5 separate regions of the Mus musculus genome follow, and regions 2, 3, 4 and 5 are each linked to region 1. A link is a contact called in public HiCAR-type and promoter capture Hi-C data. All regions are on one chromosome and are shown on one strand. Each heading gives the region's core, a stretch centred on a gene start, on an enhancer-like site or on the middle of the called end of the contact. The rest is flanking DNA. Distances are from core to core; before and after follow the strand shown.

Region 1 (3,778 bases), core at 560-3,059:
GTTTCCAGCAGAGAGCTCAAAGTACACCCTGTTTGGTGCCCTGCTGAGTATGGAGTCCTACAGGTGGATGATAGTCCTACAAGGGGACTTTGGAAACACGGTGTCACTTAGAATTTTCTTTTGAAGGGACATAAGTCTCAATTTCTGGCAAGGTTTTTGGTGTGTGTGTGTGTGTGTGTGTGTGTGTGTGTGTGTGTGTGTGTGTGTTTTAACAAGAAGTAAATAAAATACGGGGGAAAAAAGAAAAGAAAATCTGAGGTCCTCATGTCATGAAAGCGCATAGAAGAGGTAATATAGGTCTCATATATGTCATCAGCTGAGAGTTTTGTCATTATGGAAAATTACACACAGAGAGGAGCAATGCCCCAGGAATTCATCTCTTACCTTCCACAATTCCCAGTTCATTTCATGTCTAATTCTTCCCGTTTTGACCCCACCCTTCAATCGTGGGTTACTTGGAAGCAAATCCTAACTATTCTAGCCTTGCAAATATTAGCACTTTACTACCACGCAAAGGTGAAAACCCTTGGCAACAAGAAGCACTCAGTGAGTACCCAAGCTGATGGAAACTTGCTTTCTTGTTCTGCTGAAAGTGCAGAGTGTGGACAAACTTTCAGCCTGACCTTCAGTTGTGTCTTGGCTCTCAACCCGCCTCTCAAACCCCTCCACCTCTTACCCATCCCAAAGACATTTCCTCAGACAGGAAAGAACTCCTCATCCGTTTGTGAATTGTTATCAGAATGTTAACGAACTAGAAGCCAGGAAATAAATTAACTGCTCTAATTCTCCTTCGGGGTAAATAACCTTGAGGTTGGGTCATCTGAGACCATAGAACATCCAAGCCTTGACTACAGCACTGTACCAGAGACTTCTCTTCTTGAAAAACCTTACTACGTGAGCATTTTCTTTTGCTTTCTTCTTGGGATGCAACATCTTCTTCACAGGGATGCTTTAGCACTGTGCCTTGCAGATCTGTCCCCTTCTCCCCCGCCCCCTCCCCTTTCTTCTCCTGCTTCAACTCTTCATTTACCTCTTCTCCTTCCCCCTCCCCCTCTCCCCCTGCTCTCTCCCTCTCTCTTCTTCCTCTACTTCTTCCTCCCTCTCCTTTTCCCTTCCCTTTCTCCCCTCCCCCCATTCCTTCTTTCTAGGTAGGCTCTTATAGCCCAGGCTGGCCTTGAACTTGTATGAAGCAAGGATGGCCTCCGATTTCTTTGGTTCTTGTCTTCACCTCCCAGGTGCTGGAATTAGCAGTTGCCCCGGCTTTCAGAATACCCCTTTTAACTTTAGAGGCCCGGGCAGCAGTACTAATAACTAGTTCAGACCAAGAATGCCGTTTAAAGACTGTTTCTTCCAACCTTAGCTTCACTGACTCTGCTGTGAGTTCCATCCTTGAGAGCTGAATCAGAGCTCCCAGATCCTGCCTGCAAACTCAAAACAGAGAGAGGCCTTTTGGCAACCACAACCAGAGCTCAGGATAACCAACAAGCAAACAACTCCTAAAGCCCATGTAGCTGGCCGATTTTGATTGTTAAACGCTGCATTCTTTGGGGAGCAAATTACTCCTCTCCCTATAGGGGGAACTCTTAAAAGAAACCGCTTTCCTGAAAGGGGCCAACTGGGCGGTGTCCTCCTTTCCCAACGCCCCTTTGCTATTCTTAGTGGCGGGGTGGCGGCTTTCGCTTTTCCCCGGCGGAGTTCCCAGCGGCGCGATGCGGCTGGGCAGGCCGGGCTGAGACTGGGCAGGGGCGGTCGCCGTCACCGTCTGGGCGCGGCTGGGGACCGAGGGCTGGGCCTGCAGCGGAGGCGGCCGAGCAGCTCTGAGAGCAGGAGCCGTCCCAGCTCGCCGCAGTCCCCGCCGGCTGCACCATGGCCAGTGGCGCCTGTCAGGGCTGCGAAGAGGAAGAGGAGGAGGAGGCTCTGAAGAAGTTGATAGTCAGGCTGAATAATGTCCAGGAAGGCAAGCAGATCGAGACGTTGCTTCAGCTCCTGGAGGACATGCTGGTGTTCACCTACTCGGACCGCGGTAATGCCTGCAGCCCCTCCCTCCTCTGCAAACTTTATCCTGCACTTGAGTCTTAATCTTGGGCACCCCACTCCTTTCCTTCAGGGAGGAAGGAGCTGAGATCCCTGGAAGATTGAAAGGATGCCAGGATGCCGTGGTTTGTGACTTTGTTTTCATCCCCCATTTGCCCCCTTCTTTTCCAGCCTCCAAGTTATTTGAAGATAAAAATTTCCACGTGCCTCTGTTGATTGTCCTGGACTCCTACATGAGAGTTGCCAGTGTACAGCAGGTAAGCGGGCCTTCCCATCTGTTCCTGAAGACTGTTCTGTGATAGGCCTTATGTCCCGGGGTCTTGAGATTTGCTTTAAGAGGGGAAATCTTGTCAAATGTTGGCAGAGGAGAAGCACCTTTGACATTATCTGGGTGGTGGTAGCAGCAAAATGAAAACAGGGCTCTTATTGGCAAGGTGAGTCCGTTAACCTTTCAAACTATTCTAAGAATGCTCCTTAATATACAGCGAGTTTCTGGTAGAGCAGTGCAGTGAATATTTCCAGCAAGGGAGGGTAATTAAAAAAACAGTAATAAAACAGTCAAGTCTAGGGTCAGTTTGCTTTTATACTTTTAAATTAGAAGACACATTTCAAGGATTCTTCCTGCAGTGTATATCACCCAGTATCTAAAGAAAGTGATGTTTCCCGAATGCCCCCTCGCCTGCCGTGTTTACATTTCTACTTTGCGGCTGTTATCATACAAAGTGGATACAAAAGTAGAACTTCTGTCTGGATCTGTGTCACAGGAAGTCCAGAAGTAGGCTATGTAATTAACTGTGATTTTAAAGCAGACTCGGATAAGTAAGAATGGCTTTCAGTCAGGACAGAATTACTTCTGAAGGTGCTAACTTCCTTTAGAGGTTTGCGATCTGGGGAACTGAAATCAGTTTTGTCATCCAAATACTGAGAGTTATTTGTCGGGGAACTCTGGAGGCACGGGAAGAATAGAATACTCCTTCATAGTCATTCTAGAGACTAAACTTTTCTTAGTCTCCAAGTTCTCTCTCTCTCTCTCTCTCTCTCTCTCTCTCTCTCTCTCTCTCTCTCTCTCCTCCTCCTCCTCCTCCTCCTCTCCTGCCTCCTCCTCTTTCTCCCTCTGTTCCCACCCTGTCAAGTTCTCACAGTATAACCCAGACTACTTAGAACTTGCCATTTTCCTGCCTCTGGCTCCCCAGTGCTATAATTATAGGTATATGTCACCATACCTGGCTCTAATTTTCTTTTAGAAAAGCATACTTTTATCTGCAGTAAATATTTTTATTTTTCCAATTGTGAAACTTTCCTATCTGACTAGTCATTTTCAGGTTGTTATCAGACAAAAATCAAGAGGAAGATGGAGGTATGATAAAGATACTGTACTTTTTAGCACCAAGAGTCTGAATTTTACCCACGGAATATGAATCATTTTGAAGGTGCTTTCTGTTCTCCACCTACATCACCCTTCTTGCTTTATATTCAAAAGTGTCTAATTCTGGCTGCCTACACTGCCAAGACCTAGACTTGGTAGTCTCACGCCTGCTTGGTACCACTGGGAAAAACTGGACCCTGATTTTCAATCAACTGAACACAGAAGGGAGTGGTAGACCTGAGAGCCCAGGGGAATCTGGAATATAGCCATTGCTTACCTCTTTCTCCTTTCATCTCTTCCTTTTGTGTCTGTCTGTCTTTGCTCTGTCTCTGTCTCTCCTCCTTCTTTCTCTGTGCTGACAAGATCTGTGACTTTAAA
Region 2 (3,778 bases), core at 771-3,270, 2.9 Mb after region 1:
TATAATTTGCCATTTTCTCAGAACGTTTGCAAACAAGAAAGGATCTCTGTATGATCCAATCAAGCAATAAACAAACAAGTATCTCAAATGTTTCTACTTCAAAACACAGCTCATTGAACAACTCACAAAATAATTAGTTTTGTTTTCAATAAATGCCCAGCTACTGATTTTCATTCTAGAAGCACTGACATTAGACATAGATTGTGCTGCAGAAAAACACACAACAGGTGAAGCCTCCACACCAGAAAGCACCTGCTGTCTCCGCAATGGCCGCCCCCAGTTTAAAAGGAAAACAGGCTGAAAGGCAAGCTCTGAACTTGCTTCATGCTGATTAATAGTTCAAATTACTCATAAGGCTTGGAAACCTGAAACTGTAACAGCTAACCCTCCAGGGGCACAGAGTATCTTAAAACTGTTAACTAACCATTTTCGATAGATATTTTCAGAAGTCTGTATTTCCCGTTTCTGGCTCGGGCAAAGATCTCTTTGACATCTTCGCTTGCTGTGGAAAATGATAAAGGGAAAAAGTGTTTAAACCTAGAAGTAGTTTAGTTTGTATTCACCTAAAGAAAACATAAATTAAAGAAACATGTGGAGCATACAGGCCCTTCTTATTGTTACTATAAAACAGAAGCATAAAATACCGGCCTTGGCGAGGAGCAAAAACTAAATACTAGCATTTAGAAGTACAGGAACTTCAACATTTTAGCCACAGAACTCAGTAGCAGAAGTAACACTAGGGTGAATGCTTTCAGTCAAACCCAGTAACAGACAAATTGCTCCATGTTTGAAAATGTTAACAAGTTGCTTCTAATAGTCCAATTTTAAGTTTGTGATGTGTGCTCCTTCATCAAATCATGTCCTGTATCTGTCCATCAAGAACAACAGGATCAAATCTCATATACTGATTAAAGAAAAAACCTGTAAAATACACTAGATCTTACATTTTTCTTGCATCTCTTTGTAAAAAGTTATAGAAGCCACCCAGGAAATAAACATTTAATAACCTATCCCTTGTGTAGTCATCATTGCTTCAAATTCGGTCTTGTGTTGTTGATTGCCAAGCAAGACTAATATTTATGTCTTGTTATATAAAAGGCTCAAACATTAAACAATAATTTTGATATATTTAAATGTCATAAGTAACACGGGGGAGATTAAGTGTTGTTAGATCGGAGACTATTTTTGCCTGCATGTGCACAGAATTAAGTGGTAGTGTCAAAAACCCTTAAAACACAAAACAAGTTATTAAGTGGTCACCCGGGGGAAAGGCTCGGTTAACTATTACGGGAAGTGCTCTAGTTTATATTAGAACTCGTTAAATAACCCCGGGATATATTATTTGATTCCGTAGGAGGTTGAGTACGTCCAAGTTGCCTATTTTCCAACCAGGAAATAATAAACGGCGAGTAAGATACACAAGTAAACTGCACATTCGACTGTCTCCACGGGGTTCATGAGGTGCAGCTACACAGATCAGACTTTGCAGCTGCCTGGGGTGCAAGCATCCAAAGATGGAAAAACACTCCCTACTCGGGATTTCTCCGGAAGGAAGGCACACCCGCGTTCTGAGAGAAAAATCCGGGGAGTTCGGGAGGCAGCCTACAGCGGTGGGAGCTGTTTGGTTTTCAAACGATCTGAGTGCTGGAGCAATCTCCTTTGGCGGGTCCCGAGGAAAAAGTCGCTCGGCTGGCCGGCGGCAGGAGCCCAGCCAGCTTCGGTCTTCCTGCTCTCGGCACGGGGGCCGGGATGCAGCGGGGTCGCCCGGGACATCCTCACATCCTCGGTTCTCTGGCAGCCACCACCGGCCTGTTACGTGGCGGCCGCCGGGGAGGGCCGCGAGGGACACAGTCGGGGCCGTCGCACCCAGAGCAGCTCCAATGCCGTGCGCGCCTCCAGCGTTCCGGCCCGCAGCCTCCCGGGAGCCCCTGCCCCGTGGCGCCGTTACCTTGGATGCCTGTCTGGTGGGACATGGCGGCGGCCCCAGGCTCCCGGCTCCGGCGCAGGGTGCGGTAGCGGCCCCGGCCGGCGGATCCAGGAAGTAGCGGCTCCGCCTGTGCGTCATCGGCCCGCGACTCTCAGCCCCGCCCCCAGCACCAGCCCCGCTCTCCAGCGCGACATAGACCCCGCCTAGGATCCCGCCCCCTGTTCTTTCACTGGCTACTTTCATTGTCGTCACAAGCCCCGCCCCTTAAGCCATTGGCCATGCCCTTTCCCGGCAATCACCCCCCCTTGCCCCCCCCCCCCCCCCCCCCGCTGCTGTTTCTGTCCAGGATGCACCTTCTGGCAGTGGGCTGTGTGTCTATCACACGCCGCAGCGACACACCTCATCAAAATGCTTTAGAGGGAAAAATGGCCATTTTCCGAAACAAACGCTTTCTACATGAAAGACATATCCTTTGCTGTAAAGAAAAGACCATTTTAAGGCGAAAGATAAAACAGTTAAACATTTGCAAAGCAAGATGGGGCTCAAGACCACTCCTGGCCCACTTTAAAATAAGAGACTGTAGAGTTCTCCATTATTTTCCCCGTGATTTGAATCTCAAGCTGTTCACTTTTCAATTGGTCACTATCACACAAAACCACTGTTCTCACCTCAAAAAAGAGAAAAAAAAGTCTATTCTGAAATCAAATATGTGCCCTATCAGGCGGGGAGGAGGCACTAATTCAGGTGACACCCCATCCCAAATATCATGTTTCAACTTGGTAACAGACTTATGAATTTTTTTTTTAGTACCAGAACAAAAGAAAATCACAAATCATCTTTAAAATATATTTGGTGGGGACATGGGGCTATACCCAAAGTGGCGAAATTTCTGCTACTGGTTCAGATATTATCTGAAGAGGGCATCTTTAACCTTTCAATGGGAGAAGCTAAGTGGTCTGTACATTTCCAAGGATGGACTCAGAAGTGGCTAGTAACTGGGATGGCCCAAGATAATTCAGCTTAGGACCTACACCACAGTCCTACACAATCAGGCACTTCTAATCAGCTAGGCAACCTTTTTGAGTCTTGAACAGGTTTGGGGTGGCTTTTTTTTTTTTCTGGAAATTTCAGCTCATAGCACTTTAAGAGACCTCATTGTCCTTTCTCTGGTTCCCCCAAAGAACTGAGTGTGAAACCACTGAGCCATTGAGCTGACCTGAATATCTCTCTGTGGTCAGCTCTACCCTTGGAAACCATTAACAGAGCTTTGCTTTAGGTTAGCCTTTGATTGCTTCAAGTCAAATGTGTGTTCGTAGTTACCTGGATGCAATACATTTGTATGGAAACAGCAGACAGGAGTTACCGTTCTTTCTCACTGTACACTTTTATCGGCATGCATTCCCCTGTGAAAGTTTATTCTATTGTTTATTTTTATGTATGTTTTCTAAGTAGAACTCTAGCTCTAGATTTTAAAGCCTTGGACTAATAAATATATTTATTTTTTTATATTCAAACTCGATTCAGGCAAATGACATAATGACAAGGTATGGAGTCCCTCTTCGAGTATAAAGCATTTTAAATAAGCCACTAAATAGGCCTGCAACTGCTTTTCTTTGTGGAGACCATAAGGGAAAAAAAAATGCTGTGTGCTGGTGCTTGTGATCTCAACTCGGTTCCTTTAACAGATCTTCACACCATGGATTAGCCCCATAAAATCTGGGTTTGGGGACTTCCTTGGGAGGTGTTCCATTCCAACACGGTCTTCCCAGCGGCGTAATGGTCCAGCCTGATTTACCAGTTTTAACTGAACTGTTGTTGCACAAGGGGAAAATTGTAGGGTTTGCTTGCAGG
Region 3 (3,778 bases), core at 948-3,447, 2.9 Mb after region 1:
TTTTAGTGCCAGCCCTTGGGAAGCATAAGCAGGTGGATCTTTGTGAGTTCGAGGCCAGCCTGGTCTACAAAGCAAGTTCCAGGACAGCCATGGCTACACATAGAAATACTGTCTCAAAAAGAAACAAAATGCACAGCTACACAGAGAAATCCTGTGTCAAAAACCTGTCTCAAAAGCCGGGGCGTGGTGGCGCACGCCTTTAATCCCAGCACTCAGGAGGCAGAGGCAGGCAGATTTCTGAGTTCAAGGCCAGCCTGGTCTACAGAGTGAGTTCCAGGACAGCCAGGGCTACACAAAGAAACCCTGTCTCGAAAAAAACAAAACAAACAAAAACAAAAAACAACAACAAAAAAAACCGTCTCAAAAACAGACAAAATGTTTATATTTGCCAGGTGGTGTGATATACACCTTTAATTCCATCTCTCAGGAAGCAGAGTTCAAGGGCAGCCTGGTCTACAGACCAGGGGATAGCCAGAAGCCAGGGCTATACAGAGAAACCCTGTCCTGGAAAAACAAACAAACAAAAGTTAAAAAAAAAACAAAAACATAAAATGGGTCAATTTCAAGTTTATCTGAAAAATAGTATCATTAGACCTACAAAGAAGGGAGAAGAAAATAGGACTGTTGTTACAATGATTGTCATCCTCAGAACCTCAAAATCTCCTGGAGCAAACTTCAGAGACTGTGGTAGTGTTTTTATACATTGGAAATTAGATCACGAAGAAGGATAAGAAAGGAAAGTCTATAATAAATAGTTACGTGAACTTCTCTGTACACTTCAAGGTCGGATAAGTCAGTCCTGGTCCCTCATCTTGTTCTAAATTCTCTACAGGAAAGATACAAACATCTCAAGCTAATGAAAGGGAATTTCTACCAAGTCACTGGCATAGAAGAAAAGAAAGTCTCATGGTGTTTTCTTGGAGCAGCGGCCCAAGGCCAATTCTATAGGGAATGAATCACAGTCCTCACACAATCTACTCTCTCCACGACACACGGAGCCCTGAGAGAGCAGCTTCACTGCCTAGCTCTTGTATTTCCCAGACTTTACAAGTAATTGATCATCTACATCCTCAGACATTTTCACCCACCAATAATCTAATCTATAGGATTCATCTATAAGCTTTAGGAACCTGTTTTCTTTTCTTTCACACACACACAAAGAAAAAAACTGATTTAATTTCCTGTATAGCATGACTAGCTAATGTGTTCATTATTTACTGTCCATCTTCTTCAACTTAAAGTGTCAGTTCCACATGAGCCAGAATTCTGACTAGCCCATATTCAGAACAGCACCAAGGACATAGTAGGTCTGCAGTAGATACTAGTTGAACAGATACAAGTAGAACACAGTAAGAGCGTTAATGGTGACAAGAAAGAAAGAAGTGTTAACTTTTGTCTATGATAATCAGGAATGGTATATAATAAACTGCTACTTGACTTTGGAAATAGTTCAAGAGACAGAAGCGGGGTAGAAATACCACGTGCAAGTACAATCAAGACGGGCACTGGGGGGGGGGGGGGGAAGGGGGAAGCCCTGACACAGAGCAGAGGGGATAGGGAGAATACAGCTGAAGTAATGCTGACAAGGAAAGATAGTGAACACCCTGTCAAAGGTTGGCATCTGCCCCCGTGGAGTTGTTTCTAATGGCAGATGGAAATCAGCAGTCAGCTCTGACCAAGTCCACAGGGGTCCTCGGAACCCTAGGGATTGTTGGAAAAGAAAGACCATAGGACGGCTTTCCAGGCTACACGTGGGGACAGTGCAGCACGAAGGCATGGCAGTCAAGCAGCTAGTCAAGAGGCGGGCAGACAGGGCACGTGGGGGCGAGGGTGGCAAGAGCTCCTCCTCCGCTCCGCGGGGCGAGCCGAGGCTGCAGAGGGACTCCCACCCCAACCCCACCCCGCTCCCTGGGCGCCGCCACCACGCCTCCCTCCCCGGTCCAGCAGTCTTGGATCCACCGGTGACCCGGCATCCTAATAGACTCTGTGAGCTCTACCTCGCTTCCGTGAGAAAGTGGTCCGCCGAGTGACACAGTGCGCATGCCCAGAAGCCTTTCCGCCGCCTAGCCTCTTACAGGGACATTTAAAGGGACAGGCTCCGGTTGGTGTAGCTCTTCCCTGGGTGGAGCTCGGGGAGGGAAAGGCGTGGCCTTCCGGATTGGCTCCGCCCCTATACTCTCACCCTTAGCTGACCTGCCCTCCCTGTCCCACAGGGGGATATGATGCCCCGGTGACCCGCAGCATCCCGATCGCAGGCAGTCTGAAGTCGCCTGGTGGTCCTGCGTCCTCCACCCCCGAGTCCTCGCCGGACCGTGGCGGGACGCCGATCGCCTTGTCCAGGAAGCGAGGGACGTCCGAGAGGAAGTAGGTTGTATGAGGAAGGCTGATCTCAAGCCACGATCTCTCCGCTGTCCTCTGTCCCGGGCCGGGTTGGTGATCAGTCGCTTCGCTCCAGAACCAGGAAATGGGCGCACTCGGGCAGAGGAGGCTTGGGGAGCCCCGCAGCCTCTGTGCGCTGCTCTGCCGCCGGAGTGTCTCGCTTGCTCGCTATGGGGAGCATAGGAAGCTAGCTGTAGTCAGACAGTCCAACAGGTAGAGGGAGAGGTAAGCGCAAGACAGATTGGAAGCAAGAGAGGGGCAGGAAAAGCATTCCCAAGAGAGCAAGAAAGCACCATTAGCTTTCGGAATGGACACAGTGGCCCCAAAGCAGGAAATTTAAAAAAAAAAAAAAATCGATTTTTCCGTTTCTGGGAGTAATTCTTCAAGATGTATGCCAAAGAGCTCAGGGTTTTTTTTTTTAATTCTCCTATTTTCATGCTAAACATTTTTGCTTCCTACATGTTTCAAGACTGATCTGATCACTCCGGCCAAACTTGGGCCTCCCAGTCTTGTCTTTGTTGTGTTCCCTGTTCAAACAGAAACAAACAAAAAACAAACAAACAAAACAACTTAGGAGATGAATTCGCACTCTACAGTAGCACAGACTTCTGTTGACTGCACTGCAGACAACAACGGACTGAACCGCTGAGCCTGTAAGCCAGCCCCAATTGAATGCTGTCCTTTATAAGAATTGCCTTGGTCATGGTGTCTCTTCACAGCAATGGAAACCCTAACTGAGACAAGTCACCAACTGGGAACCAAGTACTCAAATGAGGGACGATGGAATCCCCTCCTGTTCAAACCACCGCAGGCAGCGTTTAACAGACTGCCAAATGCATTCTCAGCTTGCTACCTTCTTCCATCATTAGAATAAAACTCCCCTGTGTTCTTGCCTCCCTTTTCTCCCTATTCTTCCTAACGTTTTATTTTTCAGGCACCTGGATTAATATCTGTCACAGATAGGACATGTCTTGGTGAATGGATGACATTATACATTTTAGTATACCCAAAGCGTTTTAGTGGCCACTGAAGTATGTCAGTGTTTAGAAATTGTGGACATCTCTCGGCATCTCAAAGGTCTTTTGGCAGATGCATCAGGAACAAACGGGGCTGCTGTAGGGTGAGAGGCATTGGGACAGCTAGTGTAGAACATGGTTGTTTGGGTATGGGGGAAGTTCAGACTGCGTAAAAGTATAAGGAAGAAGTGACCAGGGGGAGGGGCCAGAGTGGGAAGAAACCAAAAATTCTTATATAGGAGGAAGCTTGCTGGGCTTTTTGTTTTTGTGGGGTTTTTTTGTTTTTTTTTTTTGTTTTGTTTTTTGTACTTTGTTGTTATTGTTGTTGTTTGTTTTACTTTGCATTTTTTTTTTTTTGGTCTGTTCCCTGTGTCTTTGGGCCC
Region 4 (3,778 bases), core at 793-3,292, 2.5 Mb before region 1:
GCAGCACATGCAGAAAGGCAGCCAAATAGTCGGCATTTCCCATCCCAACCTGCAGCAAAAGCAAAGCAGGCATCAGGGGACCAGCCCTGCAAATGAGGACATCACGGTCTTCACCCCTGGGATCCAAAGTCCAGGGAGACTCTTGCAGAATGCCCCAGGAGACATTCACAGGAGACGTAGGCTGGACGGAGGGGGGAGGGGGACTTGGTACCTGGTTCCAGGGCAAATTGACAGTGAAACCTTGGCCCTGCCCTTGGCCAACTGCATCTGCATCAGACTCTGGGAGAAACGGCCAGAAGCTTCCATGCTCATAGCGGTGCCAAGAGAAATAAAGGACACTGTCGACAATTGGCCAGGTCAGAAGTGAGGTCCCTTAGCAACTCCACAGCTTCTCAAAGAACCCTAACTCTTAAGACCCCTAGTCTCACCACTGGAATTTTATCCCCAAAATGGTGAGCGGCAGAGAAGGGCTGTGTCCACACCCCAGCTCACCTGGGGTCATCGTTGAAGATATACTGGATGCCCTGGCCATGGTGGACATCCCAGTCGACAATGAGAATCCTAAATTCGGACAGTACTGGGGATTACTGGAAGTGGCTGCCTTTCCACCTTTAGGCTAGGAGCTCAGCCAGGAGTGGAGGGAGCTGGGTGGGACCTCTTAACCACCAACTCCACCTCTTCCTATTTAGTTTGGGTCCCCCACACTTGCAGGTCAAGCTTGGACACACCTCTGCAGCCCATATTTCTGCTTGGCATGTTTGGCTGCTAGAGCCACATTGTTGAACACACAGAATCCATTGGCAGCTGCCCTCTGACTGTGGTGCCCTGGAGGCCTAGGGTGTAAAAAAAAAAAAAGGAAACACCGGGCATGTCAGAGTCATTCTGTCCCCTCACAGGGTCACACACAGACAGCTAGGGGAGGAAGGTGGTTCTCACCTCACCAGGGCAAGCCCATTGTGCACAGCTCCTGTTAGCACAGCATCGACCAGCTGCAGTGCAGCCCCCGCTGCCAGCCGGGCACAGTGAAAGGTGTCCTGTGAGCCAGAGTGCAATTGAGCCTGGGACCTGACCTGCTTGTCCCAGGTTGCAGGTTTCCCACTGCTGAGCAGACAGGGCTGGGGCATTGGCAAGCAAAACATGGTAGGGTACGGTCATAAAGCATAAACAAGGAGACACTGGCAGGTGAGCAGACTTGGGTGTGAATGCACCTAGGCAGGCATATGGACATAAATCTGGGTGAATGGGCGTGTATGCTGGCTCGCACCGGGTGAAAGTAGACAGCATTGTACTGCTTAGACAGTGCGTGGAGCTCCTCTTTATCCAGGGTCTGGGTCTTCTGCACCAGGGCTATATATTCCGGGCTGCAGATCAGCAGGCGGGCCACCAGCAGGACAGGAAGGAAAGGAGCAGAGATTCCTGGTGGGAGTGCCCACCCAGTAATCCCTTTTAGCCCACACCACGGTGAACCCAAGGGAATGCTAGCGGAGCTATAAAAGGTTCGGGTCCCCAGATCTGTCATAGTCTGACCTGTGCACCAAGCCCAACTCTTCCTCTGATGCCTCACAAGCTGACAAACACAGGCACCTTTCTTCCAGGCCACGCTGCCGCAGGCCATCCAGGGCAGCTGTCAGGCGCTCTGGGCACTCAATTTCGCACTCGGGGCTGGAGCAGACAAGGATCTCAGTGTTCAGGGTTCCCTCCCGGCCCCCTACTTCTGTCAAGACACACTTACTCATCCCAGAGCAGTCGAGTGGCTGTCATGTCCTCGTGGTACACAAGTGCTGTGCCCATAGCTACACCGTGGTCACTTTGATCCGCTCTAACGCAACACGCCCTCTGCCGGCAGGTAATTGCACTGCCCGGTCTCACCTAACTATGCACGTAAACAATCCTCACTCGGGACGAACTGGGTTGTGCACGCTGGACCTGGGCAAGAGGAAACCACCCCAGGCCCAGGTCCGGGCTCAAGCCCGCCCGATTGTCAGAAGAGAACCGCTGGAAACTGAACTAAGCGTGACGCCAAACGCCTAACTTCCGGCTTCCTCTTTTACAGACTCCGGCCCGCCCCTAGGCGAGATTAGGGTGGAGTAGACCAAAAGGCTGAGCTCCCCTGGGATTGCGCGCGCTCTGTGTGTCTTTCTCTCTCTGCCTCTCTTTCTCTCATTGTCTCTTTCTCTTAGGCTGCAACTTCAGTGCCACCGACAACTACGTGTGGCGCGGAGCCTACGACCAGTACCGCCTCCAGTGTCCTTCTTGAAATGGATAGGAAGACAGGGCTGCCTGTCCTCAGGCCATCCATAGCTACAGCCGCAGCTATGCTTCCTTCTTGCCCCCAGCATCCTCCTAGCCTAACCTGGTAGTTTAGGCCACAGAGTCAGAAATGCCAACTGTCAATCACAACCAATTTGCCTGCTCCCGCAGGTGAAAGATGGAGAGGAGAGAAGTGAGCAGGGTGTGTATGTGAGTGCCTGCGGGGGCTGGCCTGGGCTGGATCAAAGCACTGAACTTCCAGAAGGGACTGACAGAAAGGCCACAGGTAAGAAAGAGGCCACTGGAATAGAAGAGTTATATAAGACGCCAGGCCAGCCAGGAAAACTGCAGCACAGTGTGAGGCTAGGAAGGGTAGAGGGTTCTGAGCAAGGAAGGGTGAGGAAGCAGGGAAGGGGGCCTTAGGAAAGGAGGAACAAAGGAGACATGAGCTCAAATACCAGCTAAGACTATACATATATATATATATATATATATATATATATATATATATATATATATGTATGTTTGTATGTATATATGTATATATATATACACACACACAAATAAACACACACAGATATATACACACATATATACATACACATATATACATACATGTATATATACATATATATGTATATACATATATATATATATACACACACACATTTCCATAGTCCAGCCTTGTCTCCAGTTCCGAAATGAGTGTTGGCATTACAGATGCCTCAAGATGGGGGGAAGGGACAAGACACACCCCCAGGATGATGAGGGGAAGGGGGCAAGGCTGCCGCTGACGTCTGTGATAGGAACACATACAACTATCATGTACAGGGGAAACCAAAGAGCCCTGGAGTGGTTAGAAGTAGGTGCCCTCTGCCATACTCAGGAGTTGGGAGTTCAGGCAAGGATTTTGGAGGAGCCCAAAGCTTCTCCATCTTCTAAAAGCCAATTAACTACCCTGGTTTATGTATATTGTGGGGTAGGGCATGAACTGAGCCACACCTCTGTAACTGGGTGAAGTATTTGAAGCCTTGGACCATGGTTATCACAAGGGGATTCAGGCAGTGGAGCCATGGTCATGGCATCTCCTCTGACAAGATTAGACTGGGCAAAGTGTATTTGCCCAGAACTTGTCAAATGAAGGGAATGAAAGACCTCACCCTTATGTCCTGCCCTGTCGCACCTGTCCTTGGGACATGAGGAAGAACATGGACCATCTAACCAGCCCAAGTGTGGTCTCGTGTCTAATGGCTTGCAGATGACAGTATGGGTTCAGGGAGGCTGCCAGGGAAATGCTGGTAGAGAGCTAAGACCTTCCTCACTAGAAGTCTGGACCATTGGAAGACAAATGCTGCAAACTCAGAAAGAAGGAGGCATCCCTCTATCTGGGTCTTAACATCATCTTCCCCACCATCCTCCCTTGCATCAGTCTCCAGACCTCCTGCTCAGACTCTGAGCCTTAAGAGTACAGTCATTCAAGAAGGGAGGGGCCAAGCCCTAATGTGGCTTGAAGCATTGGCAAGGACTA
Region 5 (3,778 bases), core at 907-3,406, 2.2 Mb before region 1:
CCTCCTCCAAGGGCAAGCCCCCTTGGGAACTGGGCCCCAGAACTCCAGGGTACATGCCTGATCGAACTGGGAGCCGGCCAGTCAGGAGGGCGGCCCTGTAGTACAAACCACAGAATCCATTATCTGCGAGTCCCACAGAGATGAACCCAGAGAGAAGAGGGAGAATGGTGGACATACCCACAGAGAGACAGAAATGGGATGAGCCAGGGGAGAGGGGAGGGGCAAAGGTCCCTCACTCACCGAGATGGCGTGCACAGAGACACAGGCACATAGAAATCTGTGAACCGTAGTCCACCTTCAGCCAACTGATCCAGGTTAGGGGTGGTAGAACTGGGGTGCCCATAGGAGCCGAGGTCCCCATAGCCCAGGTCATCCGCAAAGATCAGCAGGATGTTAGGTGGGCTGGCAGTGCTCAGGCCTGCAGCCAATGCCAAAAAGAGGGTCCCCAGGGCCATGACAGAGATACAGATGGGCCTGTGTCCTCAGTCCCTTGGTAGGGAAGGCAGAGCGATTCCAGCAGGCTCGTTCCTTGAGCGCCCAGGCCAGCCCCTACCTGAGGCCCCAGTCCCGAGCCCTCCTCCTCCCCTGAGCCGCCAGACCCAAATAATCCTTCTGTCTGTAGGTCCACTCTCTGAAGCTCCAGCGAATCTGTCAGAACTCGGAAGGGGGTGGCCTGGGGTGTAACTCCACAGAGCCCCTAAAGGACCAGGGCTTCATTAACGTCACGAGCGGGGATCTGACCCTGTTCACCCAGAGGTGCCAGCACAGGCTTGGGATCAGGAGCAGAAGTCACTTCACATTGACCCGGGAGGCTCCAGCGCCATGGGACAAGGGCGGTTCGAAATTGAGGAGGAACTGGTGGTAGACAGCGTCGATCTCAGGCAGTCTCGGATACGCCCGCGGTCACGTGACAATTGGCTGACCCAGAAGGGGCGGGCTCTGGGACTGGGCGGTACAGAGTCGGGGCTAGGTGGAGCTGGGACCGGGCGAGGCGGAGCTGGGGAGCCGAGCCAAGCGGGTTTGTGTGCCTATGGGAACCTTCCGGGTGGGGCTGCTGCGGACCTGGGACCGGGGCGGGATAGGGTGAGGCTGGAGATTGCTCGCGTGCTCCCGATCCTTATCTGCGCCGGTTGGGGTGTCCCGTGCTGGGCTTGGTAACCTTACGTTCTTTGCTCCTGCGCGCTAGGCTCAGGACTGCCTAGCAGTGCAGCACTACAGCTATCTGGCTCTCCTGCTGTGTCGCTCTTAAATGCGTGTCTGGAGTTCCTCTGGCGAATGGTGGGCTGTTTGTCTCATTTCCTCTGATGAGATACTTGAGGGATCCTTGTTGAAAAAACATCAGCATCCCCCTTCTGACTGAGCAAAGAGGCAAAAACCATGGAGTCTGACTGCAACAAACCAGGAAGACAAATCTGATTGGCTGCTGGCTTTTTGCTCACAACCACCTTTGGTGAATTTTGTGAAACACAATGTATCAAATTATTTAAAAAAATCCTTTCCCTTCTACACGCGTAACTGGTGTTTAAGGTTGAGTGTGTGTGTGTGTGTGTGTGTGTGTGTGTGTGTGTGTGTATCTGTGGTGTTAGAGCTGGGATGTGTGTCTGTGAGTCTGGTGTTTGAGAAGGGTTGCTGGGTTCCTGTGTGGTATAGCTTAGGGCACATTAGTATTGAACTAATGGGAAGACAACATGACTTGTTTCTAACTCTTCATTTATACATTATTGAATATAACCTTTTTTTCTTATCAGTTTTAACTGTTAAGGGAGACTAACAGATATATCCCTCAGAGGGTGGAAGGGTGGGTTCTTAGTGTACTTTAACATCTAAAGGTCCCTGTGGTAACTGGACTTCCCAGATCTCCCCGCCCCCAAAAGCCCCTGACCTGAGTCACTTTTCCGGAGCAAGTCTCTTCCAGGGTATTTCCTTGCAGGTGGCTGTTCCTAGGGAAGTCATTTGTCCAGATTCTTGGCTTTGATTCCTCTCCAAGACAGAGTGGCACTCTAAGACCTCTGGCGTCAAGATGGTCACGACCTGCGCACCCAGGAAGGAAGACGCTGGAGCCAGGGGGGAGATAAACAGGGTTCTGGAAGGGCCTCCCGACTACAGTAGCGGATCAGACTCAGGATCACCCAGTGGTCTAACACAGGCTCAGGTCAGGAGCAGACAACACGTGACACTGAGTTGAAGGTGCCCTCTGGCAAGCAGAATGAGGGTGGTTCAGAATGACGAGTAAACTGGTCATTGATTTATTGATTTTTTTTTTTTTCACTGAAGCCTGGCTCTCTGGGCATCTGGAATTCTCCCGATGAAATCTGCAAGAAACTGCAGGAGGAAAGTTCGAAACTGCAGAGACCCCAGAGATGGCACAGGAAGGAGCTGGGTCTGACTGAGGCTACTGCACACCTCATGTGAAGTGGGGGGTGGCTGGGGGCGGGGGGGGGGGAGCAATCTTCAGTTAGTGGCTCTCTTAGTGTCACATTCCAGCACGGTTTCTGGACTTGTGCACGGGTGGGGGTTGCCGGTAGTCCTTCTATTTAGAGTCAGGACAGAAAGCTCTTCTGTGGCCCAGAAATCTTTGAAACTGTATTTGGATCTCTCCCAGCTGGTGGCCACTGTGAATTGTAATTTGAAAGGAATCAACCAGAAGCACTTTCTTTCCGTTGCTAGCTGGGGAACTACCCCAGGACCTGCGCATTATTCTCTGGAGAGCCCGAGTGGGGTTGCGATGTTATGCAAATCGAGGTACGTTTCCCCTGGGTTCTTGGGGGACTCAGGTGTGTGTACACGTGAAGGTTGCTTGGGCTCAGCTCTGACCTAGAGCTGTGGAAAACTTGGAAAGAGGTATCTGCCTGCCGCCAGCTCTGTTCAAAGCTGAGCACTGAAGGCCAACCTGTCTTTAGAGATGTGAACTCTCTCCCACCCCCACCCCCCCTTTTTTTTCCCACAGAGCCCCAATTGGAAGTAGCCTGCTAGGGTTGGTTCAGGAAGTGGCTTCAGATGATGCCTGGGGCCTTGCTAATTTTGGACAAACACCCACAGTTGAGAAAGGAGCCTTGCCTTGGGAGGCAGGTCTCTTATTTCTGTACCTTGCTTGCAAAGGGATAGGAGAGGCCTCTGCATGGGGGTAAGATGGGGTGATTGAGTTGCAACAGTGGCCTGAGTAGAGTACTGTGGCTGTTCTTGCATCAGTTTATGTGGGGACCTAGGACGTATCAGGCCTCCACCTTCCCTACCCTACTGCCTCTCATCATGGTTATGTATAGGCGTTGAGATGTACAGTGCTGATCAGGACCAACAGGGTAGTTCTAACAGAAGAGCAAATATCTTAGGCAAAAACAGACCTGATGGAGTCCTACCTGGTTGACCATGTGGGGTTTGGGGGTCTGCTGAAGGCAAGTTTTCAGTTGAGTTATGATCAGGGGCCAGGCTTTGTCATAATCTCTAAAGGAAGGGGAACCCTGAGACACCCCTTCACACATATGCTCAGAGGAAGAAGAGTTACGGTCAGATGACACAACAATAACCTCTGGTCATCAGCTGACCTGTGAATGACATCTTGCTGGGCAGATAACGAGTTTCCACATGCAAGACCTACTATGATTGTAGTTTATAGCATTATAGGAAAATGAAAATAGGGCTAGAGAGATGGCTCAGTGGTTAACAGCACTGACTGCTCTTCCAGAGGTCCTGAGTTCAAATCCCAGCAACCACGTGGTGTCTCACAACTGTCCATAATGAAATCTGATGCCCTTTTCTGATGTGTCTGAAGACAGTTACA

Evidence for each region. Promoter capture Hi-C pulls out the DNA fragments that hold promoters and counts their contacts. HiCAR-type assays count read pairs that join an accessible place to other places.
Region 2: a promoter capture Hi-C map of pre-B cells shows a contact between it and region 1. The contact joins the promoter of Twf1 here to the promoter of Lrrk2 in region 1. A contact is called at or near these places in 1 of 39 promoter capture datasets (pre-B cells) and 1 of 115 datasets of contacts at active chromatin or transcription factors (bone marrow-derived dendritic cells).
Region 3: a contact with region 1 is called in a promoter capture Hi-C map of pre-B cells. The contact joins the promoter of Irak4 here to the promoter of Lrrk2 in region 1. A contact is called at or near these places in 3 of 39 promoter capture datasets (the 3T3-L1 cell line, the C10 cell line and pre-B cells) and 1 of 115 datasets of contacts at active chromatin or transcription factors (large pre-B cells).
Region 4: a promoter capture Hi-C map of pre-B cells shows a contact between it and region 1. The contact joins the promoter of Hdac10 here to the promoter of Lrrk2 in region 1.
Region 5: a contact with region 1 is called in a HiCAR-type map of astrocytes, with 5 times the contacts expected there. The contact joins the promoter of Arsa here to the promoter of Lrrk2 in region 1. A contact is called at or near these places in 1 of 484 Hi-C or Micro-C datasets (B cells) and 2 of 115 datasets of contacts at active chromatin or transcription factors (astrocytes and large pre-B cells).

The regions. Positions count from the first base shown.
Region 1 is chr15:91,671,415-91,675,192 of GRCm38.p6, forward strand. It overlaps Lrrk2 (leucine-rich repeat kinase 2), which reads left to right and starts at 1,810. Exons shown (of 51, transcript NM_025730.3): 1 at 1,810-2,023; 2 at 2,206-2,291. The coding sequence starts at 1,867.
Region 2 is chr15:94,587,804-94,591,581 of GRCm38.p6, forward strand. Twf1 (twinfilin actin binding protein 1) reads right to left here and starts at 2,021. Exons shown (of 9, transcript NM_008971.4): 1 at 1,949-2,021; 2 at 425-502. The coding sequence starts at 1,973.
Region 3 is chr15:94,541,463-94,545,240 of GRCm38.p6, forward strand. Irak4 (interleukin-1 receptor-associated kinase 4) reads left to right here and starts at 2,198. Exons shown (of 12, transcript NM_029926.5): 1 at 2,198-2,364. Pus7l (pseudouridylate synthase 7-like) reads right to left here and starts at 2,045. Exons shown (of 9, transcript NM_172437.3): 1 at 1,998-2,045.
Region 4 is chr15:89,126,658-89,130,435 of GRCm38.p6, forward strand. Hdac10 (histone deacetylase 10) reads right to left here and starts at 2,043. Exons shown (of 20, transcript NM_199198.2): 1 at 1,733-2,043; 2 at 1,528-1,662; 3 at 1,265-1,361; 4 at 937-1,034; 5 at 729-833; 6 at 493-561; 7 at 212-338; 8 at 1-49. The coding sequence starts at 1,791. Gm46530 (a long non-coding RNA gene) reads left to right here and starts at 1,882. Exons shown (of 2, transcript XR_001781738.2): 1 at 1,882-2,536.
Region 5 is chr15:89,475,268-89,479,045 of GRCm38.p6, forward strand. It overlaps Arsa (arylsulfatase A), which reads right to left and starts at 2,157. Exons shown (of 9, transcript NM_009713.4): 1 at 1,883-2,157; 2 at 241-1,388; 3 at 1-95. The coding sequence starts at 455. C230037L18Rik (RIKEN cDNA C230037L18 gene) reads left to right here and starts at 985. Exons shown (of 5, transcript NR_077233.1): 1 at 985-1,018; 2 at 1,992-2,152; 3 at 2,275-2,380; 4 at 2,603-2,742.